Regions from separate parts of the Danio rerio genome. Here all the other regions are linked to region 1. Evidence: chromatin contacts called from public Hi-C and HiCAR-type data. All regions are on one chromosome and are shown on one strand. The core of a region is the stretch at or near the end of the contact, and the rest is flanking DNA. Distances in the headings are between cores, read along the strand shown. Region 1 has its middle 22 kb from the start of hivep1. Region 2 holds the start of si:ch211-133n4.9. Region 3 holds the start of edn1 (endothelin 1).

The links. A called contact is a pair of places that touch in the nucleus more often than the background predicts. HiCAR-type assays count read pairs that join an accessible place to other places.
Region 2: a contact with region 1 is called in a Hi-C map of an unstated tissue, with 5 times the contacts expected there. The contact joins the promoter of si:ch211-133n4.9 here to the enhancer-like site in region 1. A contact is called at or near these places in 2 of 18 Hi-C or Micro-C datasets (caudal fin and an unstated tissue).
Region 3: a contact with region 1 is called in a HiCAR-type map of caudal fin, with 16 times the contacts expected there. The contact joins the promoter of edn1 here to the enhancer-like site in region 1. A contact is called at or near these places in 8 of 18 Hi-C or Micro-C datasets (caudal fin, embryo, hematopoietic stem cells and 2 more) and 1 of 4 datasets of contacts at active chromatin or transcription factors (caudal fin).

The regions. Positions count from the first base shown.
Region 1 is chr19:3,925,385-3,927,960 of GRCz12tu, forward strand. No RefSeq gene overlaps it. Among named protein-coding and RNA genes, the nearest start is that of hivep1, 22 kb to the left of the region's middle. Within about 2 kb of position 1,292, at least 4 of the 62 cell types and tissues checked have an H3K27ac peak or open chromatin away from gene starts, as enhancers often do. A contact at or near this core is called in caudal fin, where this site is marked.
Region 2 is chr19:3,718,928-3,721,503 of GRCz12tu, forward strand. si:ch211-133n4.9 reads right to left here and starts at 1,270. Exons shown (of 2, transcript XM_009293967.4): 1 at 861-1,270. The coding sequence starts at 1,190. It also overlaps a transcript of si:ch211-133n4.6 not described here.
Region 3 is chr19:3,796,478-3,799,053 of GRCz12tu, forward strand. edn1 (endothelin 1) reads right to left here and starts at 1,305. Exons shown (of 5, transcript NM_131519.1): 1 at 1,168-1,305; 2 at 1-40. The coding sequence starts at 1,228.

The DNA.
Region 1 (2,576 bases), core at 42-2,541:
TGCAGGCAGCTTTTATCTCTTGCAAGATGTGAGTATTCTGATGATGATGACGATGATGATAATAGTAATAATAATAATAAATGTTAAGCATTGGCCCAATCAACAATGACCGGCTGGTTTCGAGATGGGCTGACCCAAAATCTGGCTAGAATGTCAAAAAAAAAAAGTTAAACTCTGCCGAAATGCATAAAATTAACAGAAATAGTCTCAAAAGAGGGCAGCGGAGGGACGCAAGAAGGATGCTTTTTCGAGCCTCGGCTGGGTTAGTTGGTGTTTCTGTGTGGAGTTTGCATGTTCGCGTGGGTTTCCTCCTGGTTTCCCTCACAAGTCCAAACACGTGATGTAGGTGAATTGGGCAGGCTTAATTGTCCGTAGTGCATGTATGTGAATGTGTGTGTATAGGGGTTTCACAGTGCGTCGCACTTTGGAGGGCATCTGCTGCGTAAAACATATGGTGGACAAGTTGGCGGTTCATTCCGCTGTGGTAATCCCAGATTAATAAAGGGACTAAGCAAAGAAAATGAATGAATGATCACATATATATAAATTTGTTTTTGTTCCAGTCACATACATTAAATGTTTAAATATCTGTTACATATATGGTACTGCTTATATTATTTCACCATCTGTACACCAAAATAAGTAGTGAATGTGCGTGTCCGTGCATGGGGCTGTGTCGGTGTAGTAATGTGGGCTGGTGTGGCTACAGTGCCAGGGCTGATTTTTAGTCCCAGTCCGCCCCTGAGTCTGGAAGTTCGTGTTACTTGGATTTAGTATGTAGCTATAGGATTGTGAACATCAATAATGTTAAGCGTGTCTTTATTCGATGCACAGCAGAAAAAAAAGTCTTTCAGCAGTGCATGTAGCTGTTGGTAAGTTCTCTTCCGGAGTCCTCATTGGAGAAACAACCGTAACCATACCCAAGTGTTCTCAGAACGATTTGGCACGAAAGTGGGAAAGTAGGTAGCCTCTAACAATGTTATGCTTTGATAGTCATTGATAAAAGTATGGGGGAAAATACAAATCACTTTTGTTTACAAGTGTCTGAGGTAAATTACAGTTCAAAATTCTAGCTGTTAATATTATTGTCCGCTCCGATATTTACAAAAAATTGTGTTTTGTTCTGGATCTGTGACTGTATTCAAAAATATTACAATATTATAATTTTGAAGGATTTACTCAACATGAGAGCGAGTAAATATCAGAATTGTGATTTTTGCTGCGCGTTTCCCGCTTGTCCACTGAGGTCTGAGGTAACAGTCTGAGCTCTGGCGCCTTCTGTGGGCTGTAGGCAGAAATGCAGGTGTTTTTGCAGTAAACATGAGGGGTCTCCTTGAACAATTGAGTCACATGAGATTACAGCTCTGTTAGAGATGCTTGCATCATGTACATTATTGGGCTCTAAGGTTGTCTTTAAAGCAAAACATTAGTGCAGCATCTAGTGAATCGCTTTACTACCAGCATGAAAAAATACTGTATATTACTGTGTAATGTACAAAAATCGTTAACAGTGGATAGTTGTTCACCAAAAAATTAAGTACATTTGCTGTTATACTATATTTACTAGATGTTACCTTTTTTTTTCCAAAAGAACATTAAAAATGTTTTTTTGTGTGTGTGTGTGTGTGTGTGTGTGTGTGTGTGTGTGTGTGTGTGTGTGTGTGTGTGTGTGTGTGTGTGTGTGTGTTTTGTTTCTGGTCCTTGATTAATGCAAAAAGATTTAGCATATTTTAATATGTCGGCTTAATGCATTGACATAATTTATGCTCTCAGGTTCTATATTAAAGGTAATTAATTCCAAATAATATTAATTTTCTCATAATTTTTCTTTATAGGACATCAGGGTATTCTGAGCAGCAGATATTAATTTTGGTTTTGCCTGTATATATATATATATATATATATATATATATATATATATATATATATATATATATATATATATATATATATATATATATATATATATGTTGTTGTTTTTTTATGTTAAAAGTGCAAGTAGTTGCTTAAAAAATCTTTAATGTGTTGATCTTTTAATGAGTAAATTAACAGCAAATGTATACCTAATACATTTAATACCTATTTTTTGCGAACTATCCACTGTAAATGACTTTTGTAAATTACACAATATTTAACTGTAATGTGAACTGTATTTCACTGTAGGAGAGTTATGCAGTGTGTTACTGTATTTCAAAGTTACATTGTTAAAATTACTCCATTTTACAGCAAAGATATACAATACTGCAAATACATATGCAGTAACATAAATGGTGCTGTAAGTGTAAATACCGTATTTTTGCTGTAATTGATTTACAGCAGGAAGTAATGGGGAACTGCTGCCAGTTAGTTACTGTTCACTGTAACAAATATCTTTTAATCTACAGTTTCCGTATGCTGGGATTTGCAAACGTTTTCTGTTTATTTACGGTTGTGAGTTGCATTATGGGATGTTGATCCCTGTTCTGTTGAATTTTGATGTTGAAAATTCAACTATTTTATTGACATTTTAGCAGTTTGAAATAATATAAAGAATAAGAAATAGAGAAAAAATTCTGTAAAATAACTGAAAATGTGGT
Region 2 (2,576 bases), core at 20-2,519, 210 kb before region 1:
TGAATAATAAGAATTATTAACGTTGATTTCAATAGTTTATTAATCATTTAGCATTCTGAATGATCTTAAAAACCATCGACTACTCTTAAATACAAATGATCTGTAAATAATGCAATACTTAATTTAGAATTGAAAAATCAATCACTCAGAAATTATAAATATGGCTTATCGCTAGGGCCAGACGAAATCTGTGGACGTTTTTTGCTATTTCTGCGGAGAATTTTGGTGGAAGTCTGCGGATTTCTGCGGAATTTTTTTGGGGAGTATCATAACTAAAACCTTAATATATTAAATAAAAAACGATATATTTTTAAACTTTTATTTAATGTTTAAAATGTAAATAGATTAACTTTATTTGAAGTAAATAAAGCAAGTTTGTCTTATAGTATATCTACTAAAAGACAGAAAATATTTCTGAACAAACTGCATTGTACATAAATCAGATGAACATTTTCATATTAGTCAATACTATTTCTGTAATTAATTTAAAAACTGAATAAATACAGATTTACACACATTTACTCAAGTATATAAACAGATTTAATGACGGGCTAAAAATTTGTGCAATTCTGCGCGCGCAGATTCCGTGTGGGCCTAGTCATAAGTCAAAAATACAGCATTTGTAACTGCAGTTATGAACTGCTTACTAACGTTTATTAATGTAGAGTTAATGCTTAAAAAAAATAAAGAATTTATTAGATGCTAATGCTTAATAAATGATTCATAGTGTGTAGTCATTATAAAGTGTTACCAAAAACTTAGTATTTACTATATTTACAAGTTTTGTGTTTTAACATTTGATCAAAATTCATGGCCAAAAATGGACTTACAGATTCATGTCACTAAACAATAAACATCACCTGTGGCTCGATCATCCATGATAGACGTGGTCTCCCTTTGTAACTTCCAGTATATTTGTAGGCTGAAAAAACGGGAATCCTGTGCGGCAATCTTTCTGAAAATTTTATACTGTAGAAAGTTGCAAATGTGTAAAGATTCTGATATTTTTGACAGATGATCTTGTGATTGTCATTCAGTGAGACTGATCCCTCGAGAAGGCCAGAAATCACCGGAGGCTCTCCATTTAGAAAAAACTGACTGCATTTACTGAACGAATCTACAACTTCAGGTGTGATGAACGGAAAACTGAACACAAGCAGTGCAGAGATGACAAGCAGATGCATCTTCATCTGAACTGAATCACGAAAAAAGCGACTAGAGAAAGGTCTGACAGGTCCAACTCCTGCCTCACTGAATGAACTTAAATACAGCGTTCACATTTAAATAGTGTCGGACAGAGAACACACCTACACACACTCGCTACTATGATGTCAACTCAAACAGGGTTTATGAGAAACAGACCTGAATTGCTGGAAAAATAGACAAGTGAATGAATAACGAAATAAATAGTAATAACAGTGTAACTTGCCAGTATAAGCAATCAGAGGTGGTTTGTGACTTTCTTAGTTATAAATATTCCAGCATAATTTATTATCTATTATAATATTTATTTATTTTTAATTCACATTTGCAGTTATGTTTTGTTTATTTCTGAGCTTTTACTTTTATAATTTGCCTGTCTGTTTGTTTGACCTTTGGATTGTTATTCTGGACTCTGATTGTTTGCTGCTCATTTTCGACCTTGATCTACAGTATGTTCTCTTACTGTTGCAAGCCCCAAATCTCGCCTGCTCATGTTTGTGCCACGTGTCAGGCTCTTCACAACAAATACGAAATGCCTATTTTATATTTTCGTCTTATTTAGTTAAAATGCAAGCTTGTTGTTTGCCGATTTGCTGCAGTTTATGTAATGTGTTGTCTGCAAAATCTAATAAAATAAAAGTATTATAAATTTTTTAAAATAAAATTATTAAATAAAATATAAAAATAAAATTTATATAAATAAAAAAATTCCCAGTACTGGGCTGTGGCTGGCAGGTCATCTGCTGTGTAAAACATATGCCGGAATAGATGATGGTTCATTCCGCTGTGGTGACCCCTGATAAACAAGAGAGTAAGCTGAAAATGGATGAATGAATTAATAAATAAATAACATTCAGTTAAAATAAAATAAAATTTAAAATAAAATTATAATTCTAGTCCATGTTTTTCTTGGAAATGAACAATGTGTCATTTAAACTGTCCACTCTCATGGCTTTAACAAAAATATAAACCAGCATAACACTAAAACGATACATATTTTGAAACTGAGAAGCTAACATAAATTTATTTCTGTTAATGTTAAATTCTGTAAATATGAATTTGCTGTTAAGACACAACACTTTACTCAGATACTCGAAGCTTCTTTGTTCTTCATTCCAGAAGGGAAAGCATACCAAAGTACAGCAAGCTAATGTTTATTTAATGCCTAATGTTTACCTGGGCATCCTACAGAATAGTTTCAGTGGGAGTTTAAAGGTTTTAGTTTAAAGGGCACGTATTATGCAAAAATCTATTTTATTGGGGTTTTAAATGCAGTTGTGTGGCAACAGGTTGTGAATATAACCATACACAATAATTCAATTTTTATAATCACACTTGATTAAAACAGTCTGCAGAAACACTTTGATTGACAT
Region 3 (2,576 bases), core at 55-2,554, 130 kb before region 1:
CGTGCTGGTGCTGTGCCTGGACCCAAAGATGCTGGAGCACCTAATTAATCATAAAGGTACATTCAATTTATTAGCTTTTCTACATATTAAAAACACTTTGCATGATTGACTAGAGATGATTGAATTTGTCGCGCTTAATTAAAAATGACATTGATGCACAATTCATAGTCTAAAAGAATAGTAAAGGTTTATCTTCAATGTGTTTGGAGCTTGTTTTTATAAAGAGCTTACTGAGATATTACACTTTTTATGTTTGTATCTTGACATATTGCAGTTTTTAAGACTTATGTAGACTTTAAAACTAATTATGAGGCTGTTTAAACCATATTACCACAATATATAGATACATATTATAGATTTACATAGATATTAAGTATTGAGGAAACTATTTATAAAGCTGTTTATATCATATAACCACAATATATAGATACATAATAAAGATATGGAGTGTTAAGGAAACTTTATAAAGCTGTTTAAATTGTATTTCCACAATATATAGATAAATAATATATATTTATATAGATTTAGAGTATTGTGGAAACTATTTATAAGGCTGTTTAAATCATATTACCACAATATATAGATACATAATATAGATTTATATAGATGTAGAGTATTAAGGAATCTATTTATAAAGCTGTTTAAACCAGATTACCACAATATATAGATTTATATAGATAAAGTTTAGAGGAAACTATTTATAAAGCTGTGTAAATCATATTACCACAATAAATATGTATATATATATATATATATATATATATATATATATATATATATATATATATATATATATATATATATATATTTATATATATATATATCAATAAAATAGGTTTATATAACTATAGAGTACTGAAGAAAAGATTTATAAAGCTGTTTAAACTATGTAACCATAATATACAGATCAATAATATAGCTTTATATAGATGTTGAGTATTGAGGAAACTATTTATAAAGCTGTTTAAACCTGGTTACCATAATATATAGATCAATAATATAGATTTATATAGATATAGAGCATTTGGGAAACTATTTATAAAGCTGTTTAAATCAAATTACTACTGAAAGGAAACTATTTATAAAGCTATTTAAATATTATCACAATATATAAATGTGTATATATATATATATATATATATATATATATATTTTTTAAATACATACCAAAGTCAAAAAATCCAGATGTCAGCATGGTCAGAACTGGGAAAATAATCCTCAAATGCATTGTTTTGTAGTATGCAAGTCCCGTATTCCAGTAGTAGTCCAGTAAAACAGCTGAAGAGTTTTGCTCTAATAAGCTGCAGTGTTTATTGTGGAGTCTCGAGCTCAGTCTTGTGCAGGAGCACTTATATACGCGCGCTCACGCCTCCCGCCCGCGCGAAAACAATACTGTTTGTTAATAGTCAGCTACAGGCAGCGTGTGGAGCGAGATAAGAAGTTTTTGTATTCCTGAGATTCCAGCGGGATGGAGACGCCGGGCGGCCGTTTGGTGCCAAGTTTTTACGGTTTGTAAGGTGTCTTCAAGTGGTACAGTTTTCATACAGGACGACAGAGGGCGCGAGAGTAGCGCGGACAGACAGAAACAAGGACTTCGAGACTCCCAACGACGATTGCAACATATCAGGATTAATGTGAGTAATACATGTAACGAGTATCATAAAAGTGTATTGGCTATATATAAAATAATGACATGAAAACAAAACCTATTCACTTGAAGGTTAAATATACAGTTGAGGTCTGAATTATTAGCCCCCCTGTATTTCCCCCCAATTTCTGTTCAACGGAAAGACATGTCTAAACATAATAGTTTTAATAACTCATTTCTAAAAATTTTTTATTATATATTTGCCATGATGACAGTAAATAATATTTTACTACGTATTTTTCATGCTAGTATTCCGCTTTTGACGGCTTAACTAGGTTAAGGGTCAGGCTAGTTAAACACCATGTGAGTGAGTGAAAACCTCCACAGATATTCTGACTCTGATTGGGTGTCATTTTTTCTCTCTCTCTCTCTCTCTTGAGTACATACTATTTGACTAGATATTTTTCAAGATACTAGTATGCTTAAAGTGACATTTAAAGACGTATCTAGGTTAAATAGATAAGTTAGGGTAATTAGGCAAGTCATTGTAGTTTGTTCTGTAGATCGGAAAGAGGGCTGACTTGCTTAAGAGGGCTAATAATATTGACCTAAAATATTTTTTAAAAGTGCTTTCATTCTGACCAAAATAAAACACAATAGACTTTCTCCAGAAGAAGAAGAAGAAAAAAAAAGGAAATAATGTGAAAAATGTCTTGCTGTGTTAAACATCATGGGGACAAAAAAAAAAAAAAATCACAGGAGGGCTGATAATTTTAACTATATATGCTCCTCTTTTAACATTTATGCATAATATTTGTATATAGTTTGTATGCGTATAGTTGTATACACACACACACACACACACACATATATATATATATATATATATATATATATATATATATATATATATATATATGTATGTATGTATGTATGTATGTATGTGTATATAGATATGTGTGTGTGTGTGTGTGTGCTTTCTAACTGC